2 separate regions of the Capsicum annuum genome follow, and region 2 is linked to region 1. A link is a contact called in public Hi-C data. All regions are on one chromosome and are shown on one strand. Each heading gives the region's core, a stretch centred on a gene start, on an enhancer-like site or on the middle of the called end of the contact. The rest is flanking DNA. Distances are from core to core; before and after follow the strand shown.

Region 1 (3,011 bases), core at 472-2,971:
AAATCTTTATTTAGTTGGACAAAATCTATGTGTATTAGTTCTTGCAATGCATGGTAGTATGCAATAGTACAATACTGGTCCTAAATCTCTAGGGAACTAAATTTGTCTCAATTTTTACAGTTCTTTCACAATATTGCAACACATTGCCATATGGGGAAATCTTGTTGCATTTTATGTCATCAATTGGATTGTCAGTGCCTTCCCATCCTCCGGCCTGTATACAATAATGTTTCGCTTATGTAGACAGCCCTCATACTGGATTACTATATTTGTAAGTGAACTTTTTCTTTCTTTTTAATGTAGTGTTCAAATCCGTTAGTGATATCATGATGTTTTCAAAGTGATTGTCTATTGTTTACAGTTCAACAGTTTTTTTTTTTTTTTTTTTCAAGTCATTTGGACAGTATTTAACTCTTGGTTCATATATTTCTGAATTTGAAGCTCTCTTTGGATCGTGTTTTTACTTTTATAACCCTGACGAACATGCTTAACAAAAACCCAGTTAGAGAGTCGAGACAATGCTTCAAAATTGTTAGTCGATCCAGTTTTATAGTAGATTGTGGCTGGGCAGAAGGCTTTAGGAGATGACTTACTATTACACCAGCAGTTAGAAAAAATATTTGTAGTTGGGTACTTCGTTTGATTTGAAAAAGATAACGTAAGAGTTGATTTCGAATTGTTGCATGAACCCAAGTTCTTTGACACTTCAAAATGTAATTAATAGGCCGAGTTTAAAATAATTTAATATGTCTGAGAAGAGTGTGTCATGTTACTTGGGACAAGTAGTTATCCTTCAGTAGTTCTGGCATGATATCATTCTATTCATCATCTTTCCTTGTTGATCCAAATATATGTTACATTAGGCAATTCACGTATAGTGATGCTGTGATTTTGAAAATCTTTGTTGTTTAAATATCGATCCGTTGTAGTAGGTAACCAATGCTAGAAAGTGTAGTACCTTCTGAAAGTATTACAAATTGACTGAAGTATTTTATAACTACTAATTTCTATATGCTAAAGGTGATAAGGTGCTCCTAATTGTTTATATGAAATGCTTTGTTACTTCTAATTAGATGGGATGCTCCTTTTTAGCAATTATTCTACGGGAGGAACTATTTTCTTATTCCCTCTTTTAGTTCAATAATACTACATAATTAATTCTAGCTTACCTTCTCATTTCAGATCATTGTTGCAGCTGGCATGGGTCCAGTGCTAGCTTTGAAGTACTTCAGGTATACCTACAGATCTAGTAAAATTAACATACTTCAGCAAGCCGAACGTATGGGAGGACCTATATTGTCCCTGGGTAATATAGAGCCTCAGTCGAGATCTTTGGATAAAGATGTTTCCCCTTTATCAATTTCTCAACCCAAGAACCGTACTTCAGTCTATGAGCCGCTGCTCTCAGATTCTCCTAGTGCTACAAGACGTTCTTTTGGACCAGGGGCTCCATTTGATTTCTTTCAGTCCCAGGCCCGATTGTCTTCAAATTATACAAGAAACTGCAAGGACAACTAATATTGACAGTTCATCTGGTAGGACACATGGAATTATACTTATCAGATGTAGAAAAGATACTACACCGAGGACACTGACTGCTGATCTGTTCTTTTGAACTGATCAGCATCTTATTCTACACTTATTCTATGCTGCGCGAATAATAGTTGCATCAAACTGCCAACATCATGCTCAGGGGCCACTGTATTTGGCAGCTTATGCTGTAAAGATCAGGACGGATTACTATTCTCAGGATATGAAGATGCAACAGCATAGCACGATTTTGATTCTTGTTTATTGAAGGAAACAATGAAACATTTCACAGATTCTGGCACCCCATTTCAGGGTGATATTAATTTACAATATCTACTCAATTGGAATGGAATCAGAGAGACCTATCCTCGTCACAGAAATATACCCAGCATCATTTTCAACGTTTTTGTTTTTTACGAGTTGATGCTATTGAGTGGATTTGTAAAATATTTAGAACAACATTGGGCTGGAAACCTTGAATTAGAAACAAAGTTCCCGTGTATCAATTGCAGTGATGTTTATAAGTCAGATTGGAAATGATAATACTGACGTACAGATCTTTCACGGTTGTTGAAATGTTTTTATTTTTGCATAGATATTCAGTGTGACCCGTGGGTGATTTTTGTGACAGTGCACTACTATAATAAGGGATGGAAAGTCGATATGTAATAAGAAGGGAAAATTACACAAATCTCATATTTAAGACATCATATTACCTAATATCCCTTAATGTTTTAAAAATTACATAAAATCCTATTTGCATATTTACTGGTGATACATATGCTATAACTTGCACATCCTATTTTATCTCCTCTTTTTACGCCATCTCTTTCTTTTTTATTACGCATCATCTTTTTTTTTTTTCTTCCCACAAATTACTCCCCTAAAATCTCTCATTTTAGTAGATTTTGAGTCAACTTCATTCTTCAATACTTCAACTGATTTTAACCGTAATCGTTCATCCTTTAATTTGAAAAATTGACAACTTCTTCAAAGAGGTTAGCTCTTGGTTTATGCTTTAAAATCCTTTTGTGTTAATTTGTTTTATCTTCAATGGCTAATGAAGATTCACCCACATTCAGTTTGGGAATTTCACAAATTGAAACATAAAATGCTGTTCATGATAGTAATCAAATCGTGGGTTTTACTCCAGACAATTTTGATTACACCAAATTAGGTTTTAGTGAAAATTGATCAAAGCAGTGGAACGATCCTGAAAAATTAAAGATTTTAAGGGAAGCTTTTTCTGCAAAAAATCAAGTTTCCGACACAAATGGAAGATCGGGATGAAATTAAACAAATTCCAAAATTTTCGTCGGAGTAGGTTTTATTTTCGCAACTAATTCATAAATGGTGACTTATATAACTAGTTCTTTTAAATGGTGATTCATATGGGTGATTCATATGGGTGCAGGTGGTTACTTGGTGATTCATATTTTTTTTTGGTGATTTATATGGGTGTTTCATATGGGTGAAATAAA
Region 2 (3,074 bases), core at 79-2,578, 210 kb after region 1:
ACAAAGTAAATAAAGCACTGCTGCACCTGCCAAGGTTCGAACCCGAGTTGTTGATGCAGAAATGCACATTCTTGACCACTAGACTATGCTTCTCTAGCTTGTTAAAGGTGTGCAACATGTATATAACCATAAATATCTATATTTAACCTATATACTTGAAAAAAAATTCCAACGAAGGGTGTTCATCTGACCACCCTTCATTGGCTGTGGCTCCGCCACTGTAAACAACCACTAAAAAATAATACCAGCATAACTTGTCCCAGCACAACTAATCTCAGCATAACTTATCCCAGCATAATTAATCCCGATATAACTTATTTTCAAACCAAACGACCCCTTAGATAGTTATTATCTTTTTCAAAGTCTATCTTGGCTGACACGAGTCTTATACAGATCCTTTATAGACCTGCCATATACAATTAATAAACATGATATCATTTTCCCACCTGCTCTCGTTCCTTTTATATCCCAACAGATTCGTCATATATATATACAAATTTTTTAAATAAGAATACCTAAAAAAAACCCCAAGAGTTGGTGCATTTTACTTCATATCGGTTGGGATATGAAAGAATCAAATAAAAAGACATTAAAATCCCTCCTATTTCACTAAAAATAATCTTCTATGATCACTTATAAATTAAATAAAAGAAAATAATTTTTTTCAAATTTCAGGTATAAAAATAAAAACCTTCTTTATATCAAGAAGATCTCTGTAAAGAAAGATACAACTAAAAGCAATTGTAAAGAACTACAAAACAAAATCTTCCGCCTCTTTGTCTAGTGTAAGCGTGGGCACGTGATATGTGCTTTAACTTGTTTCTTTTTTTTTTGCAGGGTAATTAGTAAGGGGTAAAACAAAACGAAAAAGATAAGGGACCCCCTGCACATGATATATGCTTTAACTTGTTTTTTTTTTTTTTTTTATGGGAAATTTTTTTTTTTTTTTTTTTTTTTTTTTTTTGCAAGGTAATTAGTGATGGGGTTATACAAGATGAAAAAAATAAGGTACCCCTCCATAATTTACGTGTGTAATTGACAATTTTCAGGTGCGTTTTCATGCCTTGATCCCAAAAACTAAGCGTCAACCGTTCATAACAGGAAATGGAAGAGCTAATTTTTTATATTGCTTCTTACTTCTAAGTTTTATGGCAAGATAAAAAAGTGAAGATTCATTTAGCCAATCACAACTTGTTTGGGACTACACCATTTGTATTATGTTGTTGTTGGTGCTGCGTACTTTTTAAGGCAACCTGAAGGGTTTCCAAGTATGGCTAAGAAATGGAAAACCAATTTATAAAAGGCGGCAGGAATCATCACCGTCCGCCCAATTCTATGCAAATAAAGTAGAATATACACTGTCAATTTCATATACACCAAAGACAGAATGATGAAGAAGTTAAAAAACTTCTTGCCCACCTCTGTTGTGGAACATCCAAAAATTTAACAAAGCCATGACAACGAAATTCTACTTGTGTAGGAGAAGCGGAAAAAGGGGAAAAAGAAAATAAAAAGAGCTCAAACAGATAATCAGCGCAAGCGTGTAAAAGCACTGACGTGCTCGCTATATCAACTCTTCTTAGATTTCACCGATACTCCTTTGTACATCGTTACTTTATCCTTCAATGCATCACGCCTAGGACGAGCTATTTTGTTATTAGGATCAAAAAGAAGGACCTCTTCAAATGCTTTTAGAGCAGATGTCAAGTCTTTGGTTTTCTCATATGCATCGCCTAGGTTGTTCCATGCCGTGACATAACCTGGTTGAACTTTCACAGCATTCTCAAACTGGGCAATTCCTTTGTCAATTTTTCCATCAAGTACATAACTGACACCAAGGGCATTGTAAACCTGTAAAGATGCACAAAGTATAGGGGACAGGATCAGAATACAAAACTTGGATACCTAAAAAGACTTGGTATGCGACGGAAAAAAAAACACAGGCAAGTAATAATTCTAAAGCGGTCCAACATGACTCTTGAGAAATCCTCTCTTGAAGTCGTAGTTTCTTGTGCTGGTTAAATTTCAATTGGCAGAGATTTGCTTAACATTCTCATACACATACCATAAGATGAGCTTCCTAGATAGATGTTCAATCAGCAAGTTACCAAGTTTAAAAAAAGAAAAAGGATAGATGTTCATATCAGCTTCATAGTATTTGGAGTTCCGTGATGCATATTACAAAATTCTGGACAACATGGCCTGTCCGCCGACCTCTGTGGCTCCTACCAACCAAAAAAAAAGGACTGGAACATAAAGTTTAATTTCTACCTCACCTAGTCAACCTCATTTCTTCTAGCATAATCCTGATTTGCTCAAGAGTTCTCCATGAGATTATTGATTATTCTGTCCTTTTAGCCTCATGATGTAGGCCCAATGTTGGGATCCCATGTTATGTTGTCCCCATGTTATGCTATCACGACACTCCAAATATCCTATCATGGGTTATTGTCTTCTTATATTATCTTGAACAATCTTTACTTTATGAACTAGCTTTTGACGTCCATTTTGTTAAATGATTTCTAGACTATGATTTAAGAAATAATTTGTTAGCTGGGAATTTCAGCAGTTTCTAGAATACTTTTAAATTTGTGATTTTGCTTTTAGCTGTAAGATAAGTGATCCAGGGTAAAAGATATTCTTCACATGTTCATCAGGATAAATGCATGCATTCACTAGTTTTGTTTTAAACGGCAGCATATTTTAGGTTAATTTACATAGAATATTCACAATGCATCAGAAATTTTATATGTGAAATAAGAATTGTTGTAGAGAAGGTCCTTTATCATTTATATAAAATTAAATTAGAAAAAGGAACAGTTGAAAAGAAGTTCATACTTGGGCAAGATCTTGGTCATCTCCATCCCACTTTTCTACTGCCTGAAGAAGGTATTTGATAGCAGCTGGGTAGAATTTTCTCCTCAACATCACAGCTCCAAGTTCAAAAAGCTCTGTTGCACTGGCATCACCGCTTCTAACTTGCTCCTGTGTTTTGTGTCAAATAATAAAGTATGTTCAGAGAGACGGAGAAAGAGAGTTGCATTCTCACATCTATATGCAAGTTCTTCTGGCAA

The links. Hi-C and Micro-C count contacts between places; a contact is called where the count stands out from the background.
Region 2: a contact with region 1 is called in a Hi-C map of leaf, with 4 times the contacts expected there. The contact joins two enhancer-like sites. A contact is called at or near these places in 4 of 5 Hi-C or Micro-C datasets (bud, leaf and placenta).

What each region holds. Positions count from the first base shown.
Region 1 is chr4:93,616,205-93,619,215 of UCD10Xv1.1, forward strand. It overlaps LOC107867815 (phospholipid-transporting ATPase 2), which reads left to right. Exons shown (of 24, transcript XM_047411887.1): 23 at 121-271; 24 at 1,183-2,124. The coding sequence ends at 1,518. Among protein-coding and RNA genes, the nearest start is that of LOC107867815, 49 kb to the left of the region's middle. Within about 2 kb of position 1,722, at least 2 of the 5 cell types and tissues checked have an H3K27ac peak or open chromatin away from gene starts, as enhancers often do. A contact at or near this core is called in bud and leaf, where this site is marked.
Region 2 is chr4:93,827,008-93,830,081 of UCD10Xv1.1, forward strand. It overlaps LOC107867816 (tetratricopeptide repeat domain-containing protein PYG7, chloroplastic), which reads right to left. Exons shown (of 5, transcript XM_016714257.2): 4 at 2,839-2,985; 5 at 1,294-1,851. The coding sequence ends at 1,570. Among protein-coding and RNA genes, the nearest start is that of LOC107867816, 11 kb to the right of the region's middle. Within about 2 kb of position 1,329, at least 3 of the 5 cell types and tissues checked have an H3K27ac peak or open chromatin away from gene starts, as enhancers often do. A contact at or near this core is called in bud and leaf, where this site is marked.